Linked DNA regions of Muntiacus reevesi: region 1 is linked to region 2. The links are chromatin contacts, called in public Hi-C maps. All regions are on one chromosome and are shown on one strand. The core of a region is the stretch at or near the end of the contact, and the rest is flanking DNA. Distances in the headings are between cores, read along the strand shown.

What was found. Hi-C and Micro-C count contacts between places; a contact is called where the count stands out from the background.
Region 1: a Hi-C map of muscle shows a contact between it and region 2, with 6 times the contacts expected there. The contact joins the promoter of CPNE3 here to the promoter of RBIS in region 2. A contact is called at or near these places in 2 of 3 Hi-C or Micro-C datasets (blood and muscle).

What each region holds. Positions count from the first base shown.
Region 1 is chr12:5,550,865-5,557,896 of mMunRee1.1, forward strand. CPNE3 (copine 3) reads left to right here and starts at 2,315. Exons shown (of 17, transcript XM_065902548.1): 1 at 2,315-2,448.
Region 2 is chr12:4,511,106-4,517,912 of mMunRee1.1, forward strand. RBIS (ribosomal biogenesis factor) reads right to left here and starts at 5,237. Exons shown (of 4, transcript XM_065902583.1): 1 at 5,072-5,237; 2 at 2,655-2,771; 3 at 508-624; 4 at 1-258. The coding sequence starts at 2,768. The coding sequence ends at 187. E2F5 (E2F transcription factor 5) reads left to right here. Exons shown (of 8, transcript XM_065902581.1): 8 at 1-145.

The sequences.
Region 1 (7,032 bases), core at 1,065-3,564, 1.0 Mb after region 2:
TACTGGCGCTTCATCTTCAGCATCAGTTTCCTTCCAAGGAAGGAAATCAGGGTTGATTTCCCTTAAGACTGACTGGTTTGATCATCTTGCTGTCCAAAGGACTCTCATGAGTCTTCTCCAGCATCACAGTTCGAAGGCATCCATTATTTGGCATTCTGCCTTCTTTACGGTTCAGCTCTCACAATTGTACATGACCACTGGGAAGACCAGAGCCTTGACCATACGGAACTTTGTCAGCAGAGTAATGGTTCTGCTTTTCAACATACTGTCTAGGTTTGTCATAGCTTCTATCACATTACTCTGTATCATTTTCCTTATAGTACTGTGAACAATAACCCAAGCCAAGGTTGCAACAAAGAGCTTTACTCAAGGGTCTTAGGAATTGCAATTTGGGAGACAGAGATTTGGGTAAAATCCAGAAGAGTGCTTCTGGAGAAAAGAGTCAGGGGCTTATAAAGGCAGATACTACGAGGTTGTTAAAGTTGTCTGGTGAGAATTATGGCTGATTCTGATGCAGAAAAGAAGATATTTGTTCTTAATGGGGAGCTATCACTAGGGTCAGATAAATACCTTGAGTCTCACGGACTTTGGGCAGATGGTCTAGATGCTCCTACTAAGAGTCCACCTGAGCTGAGATGTGCATGTCTCACTCCCTCAAGGGTTCCTGGCTCCATTTTAGGAAGCTCTTTTAGTAACACTGACTCCATTTTTATTTTTCTTTCACAGCACTTATGATTATCTGAAATTATTATTATTTTTTAATAACTTATTATTTGTTCTCCCTCTAGAATAGAAGCTTCTGTTTGTCACTAGTTTATCAGGTCTCTATAGAACAATGCTTGGCACATAACAAGGACCCGGAGGTGTTGAATAAATGAAGGAATCTTCACTTGCTTTGGTACAATTATGTTGAAGTGTTTACTTTGCATATTTTTTGATTAAAAGAAAAGCTTGGTTTAGAAATCTGTACTTCTTTATTTACTTTCCCATGTCTTCTGTAATTAAAAAAATTATCCTTTACCCATTTTTCTATTTCTTTGAAAGCAATTTATACTTAAGATACTAACCCTTTCTTTGAAAGTTAGGTTTGTAGCAAATATTTTTTCTAATGTTTGCCTCTTGATCTTGGTCCCATTTCTCTTGGGTGGAAGTTCAAATTTCAAGTAGTCAAATGTAGCAATGTTTTCCATAATACTGATAATTTGTTTTATCTCAGGCAGCATCAAGTCACAGTCAGGTGGTGCGCTTAGAGATTACTTTGAATCTGTGAATTCGGGCAGTAGGCCAATTACTTAGCTATCAAATCTCAAGTTAGTCGTATTTTTCTCATTTGCAAAATGGGGATAATGGCACTAAATACGTCACAAAACTGTGAGGACTGAATGAAATTAAGAAATCAAATAATTCTGATAGTGTGCACATTGAAAGCACTCTAACTACAGTGGTTCAGTTCAGTTCAGTCTCTCAGTCGTGCCCAACTCTTTGCAACCCCATGGACTGCAGCATGCCAGGCCTCCCTGTCCGTCACCAACTCCCGAAGTTTACTCAAACTCAGGTCCACTGAGTCGGTGATGTCATCCAACCATCTTATCCCCTATCGTCCCCTTTTCCTCCTGCCTTCAATCTTTCCCAGCATCAGGGTCTTTTCCAATGAGTCAGTTCTTTGCATCAGGTGACCAAAGATGGGAGTTTCAGCTTCAGCATCGGTCCTTCCAATGAATGTTCAGGACTGATTTCCTTTAGCATGGACTGGCTTGATCTCCTTTCAGTCCAAGGGACTCTCAAGAGTCTTCTCAACGTAATAGTGGTTAGGAGTTAGCACTTGTCTACTTTCATGCTGAAACTTATTCTTTCCTGGCTCACATGCGGTTTAAATTTTCTCAAATGTAAATCCTTATATTTTCAGCAATTTATTTTGGTGTACCGGATAACTTAATTTTAAAGGCCTGAAGTCGACTAGGGGTTTTCAGTAAAGAAACCAATCAGAGTTCCCGGCAGGTGGTGGCCGGGGTGGGCGGAGCCGGATTCAGCCCCGCCCCGTCCCTCAGCCTCCGCCCCGTCCCGCCCCGCCCCGCCCCCCCGCCCATCAGCCCCGCCCTGCCCCTTGTCCAGGCCCCGCCCCGCATCCCCGCCTCTTCGCTAGGCCGGCCGCAGCCTCGCCTCGCCCCTCAGTCCCGCCCCGGCCTGCCCCTGCCCCGCCCACCCCAGCCCCGCCCTCCCTCGCCCCGCCCCTCGGCCCTGCCCCGCCCCTCGGCCCTGCCCCGCCCCTCGGCCCTGCCCCGCCCCTCGGCCCTGCCCCGCCCCTCGGCCCTGCCCCGCCCCTCGACTGGCCCCGCCCCGCCCCTCGGCCGATCCCCAGGGTTTCCTTAGACTCACCGCGGCGGGGAGACTGTGCGGTGTCCGCCTGCCCGGTCCTTGCGGAGTGACGCCCATCCCTGTGGCCGAGCCGTGAGTGCGCACTCTCCTCTGCTTCGGGCCCGGCGTGGCGGGGCACCCGGAACCCAGCGGTGCCCTGGGGAGGAGAAGGGCCAGGTCGGGAGAGCCGGGCCCGCGGGCTCCGCGCGACTGGGCCGGGCCGCCCTCGCCCTGCGGGCGCTTCCTGGGCTCCGCGCGGCCCTGGCTCGGCCGGGCGCCTGGGGCCTCCGCAGCCGCTGGACGCGCGGTCGGCGACCGGCCCAGGCCCAGAGTTGCCCAGCGTCTCCCGGGGCAGCTCCAGGAGCTCCGGGCTCAGCTCCTGGCCGCGAGGCGCCGCCTGCGCTTAGCGTCGATTGCCCGGGACCCCCCAGCCTCCCCCGGCGGGGTGGTGGGCTTGCGGCCCGGGGAGAGACGCGGACTCGCGGCCCGGTCTGCGCTTCCTGAGTACCGGGGGGAGGGGGGCGCGCTCGGTAACGGAGGACCCTAGGGGAGCTTCCAGATCGTGGGGTGGACAGAAGCGACTCCGCCTGGGGGTAACGCAGAAGGCTGCGGGAAGGCGTATCCTAGCGGCTCCAGTTCCGGCTCCAGCTTCGAATTTCTGATGTTTAGTGTTTTGGGCTCACCGAGGGCGTGGAGGAAGTGCGGTTAGGTTTGTCTTGCATTACCAGAACCTCTGGGAGACCGAGCAAACCTATCACTGACGTTGCCTGGGATCCACACTTTCTGTTTGTCCTCGGGATTATGTTTTCGTGGCTGCCTCTGTAACTGCTAATCAGGTAGGAGGAAGAGCGGCACTGAGTACGCCGAGTACTGCTTACAGGACGGCACAAACCCTGCTGGACAACTTTCGTGTATGTTAGCTCACTTAATGCTTGCAGCCATCAGCTTAAATAGTGTTGCTATTTCATTTCATACTCGAGGAAACTCAGATTGCATACATTTCCAAATTGCACAAGTGTTAAGTGGTAGTAGCATTAGAGCTGAAATTCAGACCTGTATGATTTCTGCACCCAGGCTTTATGGCTTAATGTTAAAAAACGTTATTGGGGTTTCCTGATGGCTCAGTGGTAGAGAATCCTGCTAATGCAGGAGAGGAGCGTTCAATCCCTGGGTTGGGAAGATCCTCTGAAAAAGGAAATGGCAACCTGCTCCAGTATTCTTGCCAGGAAAAATCCAATGGACAGAGGAGCCTGGCTAGCTACAGTCCATGGGGTCGTAAAAGAGTCAGACACGACTTTGCCACTAAACAACAACGAAAAATATTATTACTCTTTGGGGTAAGATGGATACCTAGATTTGAGATCTATTGTTTGAGATTTGTTAGCTGTATGACCTTGGGCGGGTTGCTTAGCCTTTTAGGGCCTGTCTCTGCACTTATAAAATAGAGATAAAATACCTCCTATGTCATAGGGTTGTTATGAAGATTGAATAAGATCATTTTTGGACCACACTTAGCAAAGTGTCTGGCACATAGTCATGAACTATATATAGCAACATATATCCTGCTATTATTAATTGTGGACAGCAAACTGCAGCTCTGAGCGCTGCCAGCCGGAGCCTGACAGAACTTGTATGGACTGAGAGCACAGGTAGAGGGGGGCAGAAAAGAATCAGAACGGAAACCAGGACAGATGGCACGGATGCTGGCAATTGTAGGCACGCCAATGGATTAATCCGTGGTGCCGAGGGCCGCTCTTTTGCTTTCATGAGAACTTTTTAAAAGGCAGTTCGTTATAGCTGATGAATTGGAAAAACACATCCCACTCTGGGCTGCAAGCATTCTGAGAAGTGTCTGGATGGGACCGTGCTGAGGCTCCCCGCCTGTGAGGGTTAGGGTTAGGGTTAGGGTTAGGGTTAGGGTTAGGGTTAGGGTTACCTCCCCGTCAACTGTGCGGTTCTCTTTCAGAATTTCTTCTCTCAGATCCAGCGCCTGAAGAAAGGAGAAGGACAGGAGAGTTTAGGTTGGGGAAAACAAAGCATCTTTTTGCCTTTTAAGTGTTGATAAATGACTAGACACCTCTCCTAATTTTACCTATAGCTGTGGACACTTTATAGACAATGATCTTCATTTCCACTTAAATTTAAGGCAGCCTAAGTGTTGCAAATTTGTACATCCTCTTTACAGTGCTAGCCCTATTCCCCTGAGTATTTCCTCTGTAGCGTGGGTTCCTACTGCACCCATTTCATACTGCAGCCTGGCTCCTGTCAGTTCTTGGTGTTGCTTTAGGCATAGTTTACTTGCCCTCTTTTGTTTCTGGTGAGTCCTGTGATTTTTTTTCCCCTTACTATTATCATTTACTTTTCTCTTTCTTTTTTCAAAACTTTATTTAGCCAGTGATTTGCTATACTGGAAAATATGCCTGTCAGCAAAACCTAGAGAGTTAGTGTAGGATGTGAAATTGGATTAAATAACACTTGACCTTTAAGGAATTGTGATTAGCTACTATTGCACCTCAAAAGCATGATCTTTTAGGTAGATCTCTTAGCAAGGATTAATACTACTTCTGTTGGTGGCATTCAACAAGTTGAAGAGTCCAAATCTGGCCTTTCCTTTAATTTACCCATTATTACCTTCACCCTATGGGCCAGCTTCCTTTGCACCAATATTCTCCCTTCCAGTTCTTTCTTACCTTATAAGGATTGCTAATTGGTTAAAGTCCAGACAATTAAGTAGAATATTTGGCAGAAGGTTTAGTAAAAGGTTGCCCAAGAAGAAGGTTTAAATTAATACCTAAAAGTAAAGTATCATAGATTTGATTTGACTATATTATTTGAGTTTCTGATATGATGATCAAAGGCAGACATATATACATTTTATTTATTTAATTGAAGTATAATTGATCTACAGTACTATGTTAATTTTAGGTGTACCGGTGATTCAATATTTTTATACATTACATTATAAAATGATCACCACTATATATATTTAAGTAAGATTATACCTACATTTAAGCCAGTTATTCTCATTTAAATCTATTTGGAAGCCGAAATGGGGAGAAAATGGGACTCTTTTGGAGAGACTGTTTACTCTTTTAATATAGAACAGTTCGTGAGTATGCAGTCATAATTTTTAAAAAGATGTTAAAATTAGTCTATGTGATAGTCAAATTTACCAATATAAATTAGATGGCTAGCATACTAACACAGTTTCCCCATGAAAATAGAAGGAAATACTGCATATTCATTTTAGCAAATAATTTTGAAATGTGTGTAATTTCAATTTTGAAATGGATGGTACACTTGGATGTACCAAGTGGATGTATTATGTCTGGTTCCTGTGAAAATTACCAAAGCAAAAGTGTGGTTGCGATATGTGTTGTCACCAGGCTACTTCAATATTTTGAGAATTTAGTTTACCATGTCTCTAGACCCTAAGGTGATAGATGGGACATGTTAAAATAGATATCTCGAGACCCTAAGGTGATAGATGGAACATGTTAAAATAGATATCTGAAACTGTAAGGAGAAACTTGTCTTCCCTCCTTCACCACCTTTCTTGGTATTTGACTTATTTTATATTAAAAAAAAAAAAAAAACAAAAACGGGCTTCCCTGGTGACTCAGTGGTTAAAAAAAATATAAACGTCAATCAGGAGATGTGGCTTTGATCCCTGGGTTGGGAAGATCCCCTGGCAAAGGAATGGCAACCCACTCCAGTATTCTTGCCTGAGAAATCTCCTGGACGGAGGAGCCTGGAGGGTACAGTCCATGAGATCATCAAAGAGTCGGACGTGACTTAGTCACTGAACAACAGCAGCAATAAAAATATACAACCTAAATATATATGATGCTATATAAGACAAAAACAACTGTTAGGTTTAACATTTTCAGTTATTTCAACAGAAAGCAAATATGTAAATTACCTTGTAAGAACAAAGTGTTTCTCTAGAGGCTGCATTCCAGGTCCAAGGGAAGAACACCCCTTGAGTGAGCCATGTAGGAAGTAACCCAAGTCTCCAGCTCTTCTCCAGCATGTTATTTCACCGGCAGGACCTTTATCACACACTTTCATAACGCACTGCTTGTTAGATACAACCTAACATCCACACTCCCAGTTTAAGGTTTCATCTTCCCTAAAAACCTTTAACGAAAAAAAAAAAACAGTGTACAATCTGCTCAGTAGTCAGGATTTTCTTAAAAAGAAGGGAAAATTTTAAAAGTTTTTTCAATGATGTTGTCAAAATAAGTTGATAAACATATAAATATTACACCCATCTGCAACACTTCTTGTTCCCCTCTGTGCTTTATTTCTGTCTAGCACTTACCTTCACCTAGCACACTGGATATCTCCCTACAGTGGAATCACATGAGAGTAGGGATCTCTGTCCGCTTTGCTCACTGTTGTCTCCTAATCCCTTAGAATAGTGTCTGACACAAAGGCGTCTGTATTTGTTGAATGAGTGTGGAGTGAATGAACAGCACTATTAAACTCTTCATGATTGGCAAATAGAAAGTGATTGGCCAGAAAGTTAAAACCGATGAAATGTGTGTGCTTGGCATCCAGAAAACGAATATTCTTGAAATCAGGAAATGTATAACATCCCAAGTCCTTTCTCAACATGACAAACTTTTAAACCTTGAGGACCAAGGAAGGTTTTAAACTGTAGTTGTTGCAGCT
Region 2 (6,807 bases), core at 3,987-6,486:
CTTTAAGTTGATCACATTTTGTTGACTTCTGACATTCCACTTTCCTAGGTTATAGGAAAGATCTGTTTATGTAGTTTGTTTTTAAAATGTGCCAATGCCTGTACATTAACAAGATTTTTTAAATAAAATTGTATAAAAGATTAAATTTATTGGTCTTTTTGGGGAATTTGATGCATCACTGGTGTATTACAACTGAGCCATTAATCTTGTAGCCTCATCAACATTAACTGGAACGTTTTCATGACACTGCTGAGATATCTAGAAAGAAGAAATTACATTTAAAAATTTACATAACTGCAAACAAAAATGACACAGTCTACTGACATATAATCTATTATCCAATATAATTTCTTCCAGTCTTACTTTTGGAAGTGGAACAGTAAATTCCCATATTTGTCTGAATGTGTTACACATACTACAGAGTCAAGTACTAAAAATTACAATCAATATGGGCTTTGAAAATTTGGAATTCATTAGCCAGAAGAAAAGCAAGTGATTTCTACTCACCAGTTGTTTCTGCAGAGGTTCAAGGGAAAGGCCTGTTGAGAAGTTTGCCAGTTCCTTCTGTATATCTATAAAAGCTTTATTCACTCTGTTAACTTTTTCATCATTCACAATGTTTATCTTTTAAAACAAGAAAAAAAGAGCAGTAATTCATGATCTTAAAACCATTATAGATAAAATATAGGCAACCTTAATCTTATTAAACCCCCAAATCTATAAACTCTTATCCATCCTACCAATTTGTGCAGATAATTCACACTAAAATTTTTTTTCACACTAAAATTCTTATAGTCTTATTGAGACACTTTCAACAAAAGGTTCTGCTTTAAAAAAAGAATTATGTAGCTATACCTTCTACCTTGACTTTCCTGGTATAACCAGGCCAAAACATGTGCCTACAATCTTTGCAGGCCATGACGCTACCGTCTCTCATCTGTGAAACGAGGACCCTGGATAGAACCCTGCCAGGGTCCCAGCACAGCCCCTCCGGATCCTCCCTGACGGGAGCGCCTCGTGCTTGAGTACGAGGTGGGGCGGAGTTCTGGTCTTCACTGCTCCCGAGCATTCCTCCTTCAAACTCTCAGCTCCTCTGCACCTTAGTCCCCAGGACATTCTGACCCCCCCTCTCCTCAGTGCTGCCCCCTGCCAACACCAGGATGACTGACTCCTTTGTGAACGACCTCAAACCTTGGCTCACTGACCCGCCTCGTGCCTGGCAGCACTGCTTAGTGGCTTCAACAAGAACTATCCAGGGCCGCTTCATCTTTTCAGGTCCTCGTCTCCAGGGATCTTATCCATGACTTACCTTGCCACCACTGCACTGCATTACCTTAGGCTGCACCACCTCCTGTCCCTCTAGTTCACTTAGTTTATTAGTAATTCTTAAATCTCGCTGAAACCTTTTCTAAGTTGCCTACTGTTCACATTTTCCATCTCCACTTCTTGCGTTAGCCTACTCAGATCCCATGACCACTCGTCAGTCACTCCTTACACCCTCTTAACTCTCCTCCTCTCCCTTGATCAGATTTGCGTGGCAACTTGGTTAAACTCAACTATCAGCCTTTTCTGAGCCTGACATGGAAGCTGTAGGAAATCACAACTGGCTGCCTGGCTTCATGTCCGTTCATAACCACCAACTTCAACTTACCTTTTATGTGCTGCCTGGCAATCTTACCCTAGTAAGTTAAGCTACTTTCTGGGAAAATTGATACTTTCTCCAACCAGGCTACCTACCCACAGGTCTTTTCCAGTAGCATCCACAAAGTCTCTAGGACTTCCTGTCTAAACAGAGTAATCTTTCTCAAATACACCAAGCTCTTCCCCAGCTGGAGGCCTTTGTACCCGCTATTCTGCCTGCCCAGAGCATGCTGCTGCTCCAACACTGCACCGCTCTTGGCGTCACGAGCTCCTGTCACTCAGGTCTTGGCTTCAGCATCAACCCTGAAGACAATCCTATCTACACTTGTCACCCCCAAACTCCAGTCATATCATTCAGCTTTATTTCCCTTTTAGCATTTCCAAAGACATGAAACTGCTCCACCAAAAAGTTTAATTCAGCTAGTTCATGAAGATGGAAAGATAAAATGTTACATTTCTATGGACCATTATGATAATTATTAAGTCCTTGAAAGCTGACTCCATCTAGTACTTAAGCTTGAAAACATTTCCTTGAATCTTCTTCTTAAGGCGTCTACTTAATCTTGAAGAAATTTCTCATTCCCCAAATATTTTGAAAAAATAAAGCAACTCTTTTCATTTTGTATTTTAAACAAAATATTTTATCTCCTATTTTCAGGTTTTTATTTGAGTTCTAGGTATGTCCACAGAGAAATAAGAATTACTGAGGATAAAAAGAATGGGTGCTGACTGACATTTTATGTCCTGGCTCTGTTGAGAGCTTCTTGAATATATATGAATTTAGAGAGAATTTTTCCATAATGTGTTTGTTTTTTTTTTTCTGATTTCCAGTCTCTGAGAATTAACTGTTACTTGGAGCCTCATACGTTTGTAGTTAAAATGTTTTCCTTTCACACATTTGGATTCAAGAAAGGGAGGTTATTTTTCTTCATCATTTTTCTTTTTTAAAACAAATACTTAAAATCATCTTGCTTTTGTAGGCAGCAAAGGCAGAGTGCTTCAGTGACACTCACCTTCTTAAGATTAGTGGTAACTGGTTTTGCTTTATTTTTAACCTTCAAGCTTCTCTGGCTGGCTATGTGGAATACATTCCTGGACTTCTGCCCTCTGAGTTTGTTCTTGGCCATTGTCTAGGAAAAAAAGAATGAGTTCAATTAAGTTACCCACATTTATGAACTGTAAATCAACTAAAATTTAGGAAATAAAGATACCAATTAAGATGATCCACCTTACTCCTGATTATTTTTAAAACTGCTACTTGTATTAAATTCCATGTCTTTTGGTCCTACAGATTCTCCTGTTTGAGTGCAGTGAGTATCTAATTCTTTTCTGCATCTCCAGCACCTGGACCGTAAGAGGCTCCACATTAATTTCTGCCAGTTAGAGTCATTAACTAACATTACCAACACAACAACTGGTTTTTTTTTTCAACTTTCTGACAATGCTAATGTCACCACCCATCCTTCCGCTAGTTTACATGGTGGTATTCCACTGGGGTTCCTTTCATACTCTAAGACTGACTCCTTTCTCCTTCCTTCTTTCATTCCTTTTTACTTGCCCCATTTTCACTCCTGTGTGCACCTCCTCAAAGTTAGTCGCTCAGTCATGTCTTTGCAACCCCATGGACTACAGCCCTGCAGGCTCCTCTGTCCATGGGATTCTCCAGGCAAGAAGAATACTGGAGTGGGTTGCCATTTCCTCCTGAAGGAGATCTTCCCAACCCAGAAATTGAACTCTGGTCTCCTGCATTGCAGGAAGATTATTTACCTCTGAGTCACCAGGGAAGCCCAGCTCCTCAAAATCAGTACTTAATCTTGCATGTCCAAATCCCAGCCTTATTTTCATGACTTCCATGTCACTACTGTGTGAATGGCTCTTGCCTAAAAATTTTACATATTATTTTTGTTCCACAGCTAAACACACTAAGCCTATAAATTCTATTTTAGAAACATCTCTCAAACCTGTCTTTAACAATGCATGTGAGGAACAATTTCAAAAATATTAATTGTTAAGATTTATTAAGCTTTGACTACATGTATGAGCACTATGCTAACATTTTATGTGCTTTTCAACTAACTTACTTCTTACAAAAACACTTTGGGAGGTATTATTTCATCCTCATTTTGTGGATAAAAAAACTGATGCAAAGAGAAGTTAATCTGCCCATTGTCACACTGTTAGTAGTCAGGGTATGCCACAGTTCAAAGCCAGGAAGACTAGATCCTGAGCTCTCATGTGATATGGCTTCACAAATACATAAAGAGCAACACAAAACCACGATTTAGTACTGCCTAGTTCAGGAGTGGGTTATTGCTTTAGTTCCTAGGACTGTTTGGTTAGACTCTGGGTTGGACAAACTTTACCCACAGACCAAATCAAGTCAGGCACCTGTCTTTGCAAATGACTGTTAGAATGCAGCTCTGTCCATTTAATTATGTATGTATTGTCTGTGGCTGCTTTTCTGCCACAACTGTGGCTCACAAGGCCAAAAATCCTTATTATTTGGCCCTTTAAAGAAAGACTGTGAAGCCCTGGCTTAAGCCATATGCATTCAAGTCTATCCTGCACAGTGGTACAAAATGAACTGTCCCAATGTTAAAATCCTTCAATGGCTCCTCCAACCCACAAGAAGCAATATTCTTTGTCATGATATGTTGCAGGAAAGCTGATTCTAGCATAAATGTGTCAAAGGTATCTTCTGCTATATCTCTGTAGCCACCTTAGAATACTAACTAATCTCTGAAGACACTTTACACATTCTTCCTTTCCTTCCTTTGCTCACATTGTATCTCTCCTCCTTAAATGTCCAACTTAAGGAAACAACAGAGACGGCAAAACTTCCCGAACCGGAATAGTACTCCTTCTAATAAAAAAAAAAAAAGGAAAACAGTAAAAAATACCTGAGCATTATACAAGCAGAAAATACACATAAAAAGCCACCCCAAATTAATCTAAAATCCTTCCAATAAGTAACCAGAATCCGATCATTCATTAACGAATTACTACGTGCCAAATTCGGTACAGAACTCATATGCATCATATGAAACATATACAAACACAAAACGCATAGACAGGGGCTGAGTCTGGTAACATAAAGCGTTGTGAGCAGACGGAAAGATCCAACGGGTCTGGGGACTCGGGCAAGGTTCGTGAAGAAGGTGACAGTTCAGCTGGGGGCAGGGCGGGTACAGGGGTTGTCCGTGACGACTCCGTGGAGACGAATGACAAAACAACGACTGTACTCTGGTCCCTCGCCCCGGACTGAGGGCCCAGCACCGGGCCTTCCGGCCTGAGCCCGCGGGCCGGCGGCCGAGGACAGCCGCCCAAGACAGCGGGCGGCCGAACCGACCTCTGGACGGCAGCGGCCCACCAGGCCTGCCCCAGCCCCGCGAAGTTTCGCGTCAGCGCCCGGGAAGTGTCCTTCACTAACCTCTCACCAGGCCTCCGACACCCTCGTGTAGCCTCTCAGATTCCAGGCGACGCCATATACACACGCGACACCCGGAAGTTCCGGGATCATAGGGCCTCCCTCGGGCCGCGGTTCCGCCCCCGGGCGAAGCCCCGCCCACAGAGCGTGGTCCCGTCCCAGAGCTCGGTGGGTAGACAGGGGTAAGCCCCGCCCACAGAGCGCGGTCCAGTCCAGGGTCTTGGTCTGTAAAGGGCGATAGGCCCCGCCCACTGATCGTGGTTCCACCCACGGGCAGGTTCCCACCCACCTGACGTAGGACCGCCCTCAGGACCGAGGCCCCGCGGAGCTTCCGCCCCTGAGCGCCGCGCAGCCCCGCCCACAGGACGAATTCCCGTTCTCAGAGCGAAGTCCCGTCCCAGAGCTCTGTGGGTAGACAGAGTAAGCCCCGCCCAGAGAGCGTGGTCCCGTCGCAGAGCTCGGTGGGTAGACAGGATAAGCCCCGCCCACAGAGAGTAGTCCCGTCCTAGAGTTCGAGCTGCAGACGTATATAAGCCCCGCCCATAGGGCGTGGTTCCGCCCCACGCTGGTTCCCACCCACCGAGCGTAGGGCCGCCCACACGGCCGAGGCGCGCAGAGCTCCAGCCCCCGAAGGCCGCGCAACCCCGCCCACAGGGCGAAGTCACGCCCGCCGTGTGAAGTCCCGCCGGTTAGCGTCTCTGGCCCAATGCTGCCTTGAGGCGCTCTACTCGGCGGAGACGCGGAAGACGCGGCGCGCCTCGAGCTCCTCGCGCGGAGTCGCGTACAGAAACCAGCCGGCGCCTCTTGGTCACCAGAGCCGTAAGGCGGTCTCACAGAAGTCGGCCTTCGGCCGCGTCCTGCGGGCTGGCGGGGCCGCGCTCCCGGGACGCGGGACGCGGGACGCGCGCCGCTGGGGGCGCCCCAGGCTCGCTGGGCGGCACCGAGCGCCTAGGGTCTGAGCGGATCCGGGGCTAGCACTGGGACTTCTAGGCGAAGACTGTAGTGAGCCGGAGCTGCAGTGCTTTCCTCAGGCGGATGAGAACTGACGTAACAGCAAAGGCGCAAGAAAGTGTAAACAAGCCGTGCAGCAGGAATGAAGTGAGAGTGGCCCAGTCGTGTCCATGGGATTCTCCAGGCCGGAACACTGGAGTGGGTATTTCCCTCTCCAGAATCCTGAAAGCTACCTACCCTTCAAGGAAAAATGCATTTTTTGTGAGGAGCCAATTTTCATGAAAAGTTTCATGATTGATTACAGGAATGCAGAGTCTTTTATTCCTTTGACCCCTCAGTGACAGAAGAATTTATTTTCAGACTAAGAATAAGCATTTATAACATTCTATATAATAAAGTAGAGCAGAGCAGACAGGACCTTCCATCTTTTTGTCTAGGTCAGATTCCTGGAAATATCTGTATTAGCACTCTGCAGTGAAGGAAAAACGACACTTCCTTAGGGTATTCTGAAGCTGTAGGAGGTGAATTACAGGCTTTGTATTTTTATTATTTATTTTCTATAATTTAAATCAAATATCATATTACTGGTATGTACGTTTGTCTCTCAGCTAGTACATGCCCTCTTCAGGGGCCAGGTTCACTACTCATTCACCTTTATATTGCCATGCAGGATTCCTTATTTCCAGTGCATGGAAGGTGTGGCATAAACATTTGCTGAATGAAATAAAATTTCCTTAAATATAAGAAGCAGAGAAGAGATTGTAGCCAATACACTGAAAATGACTTTA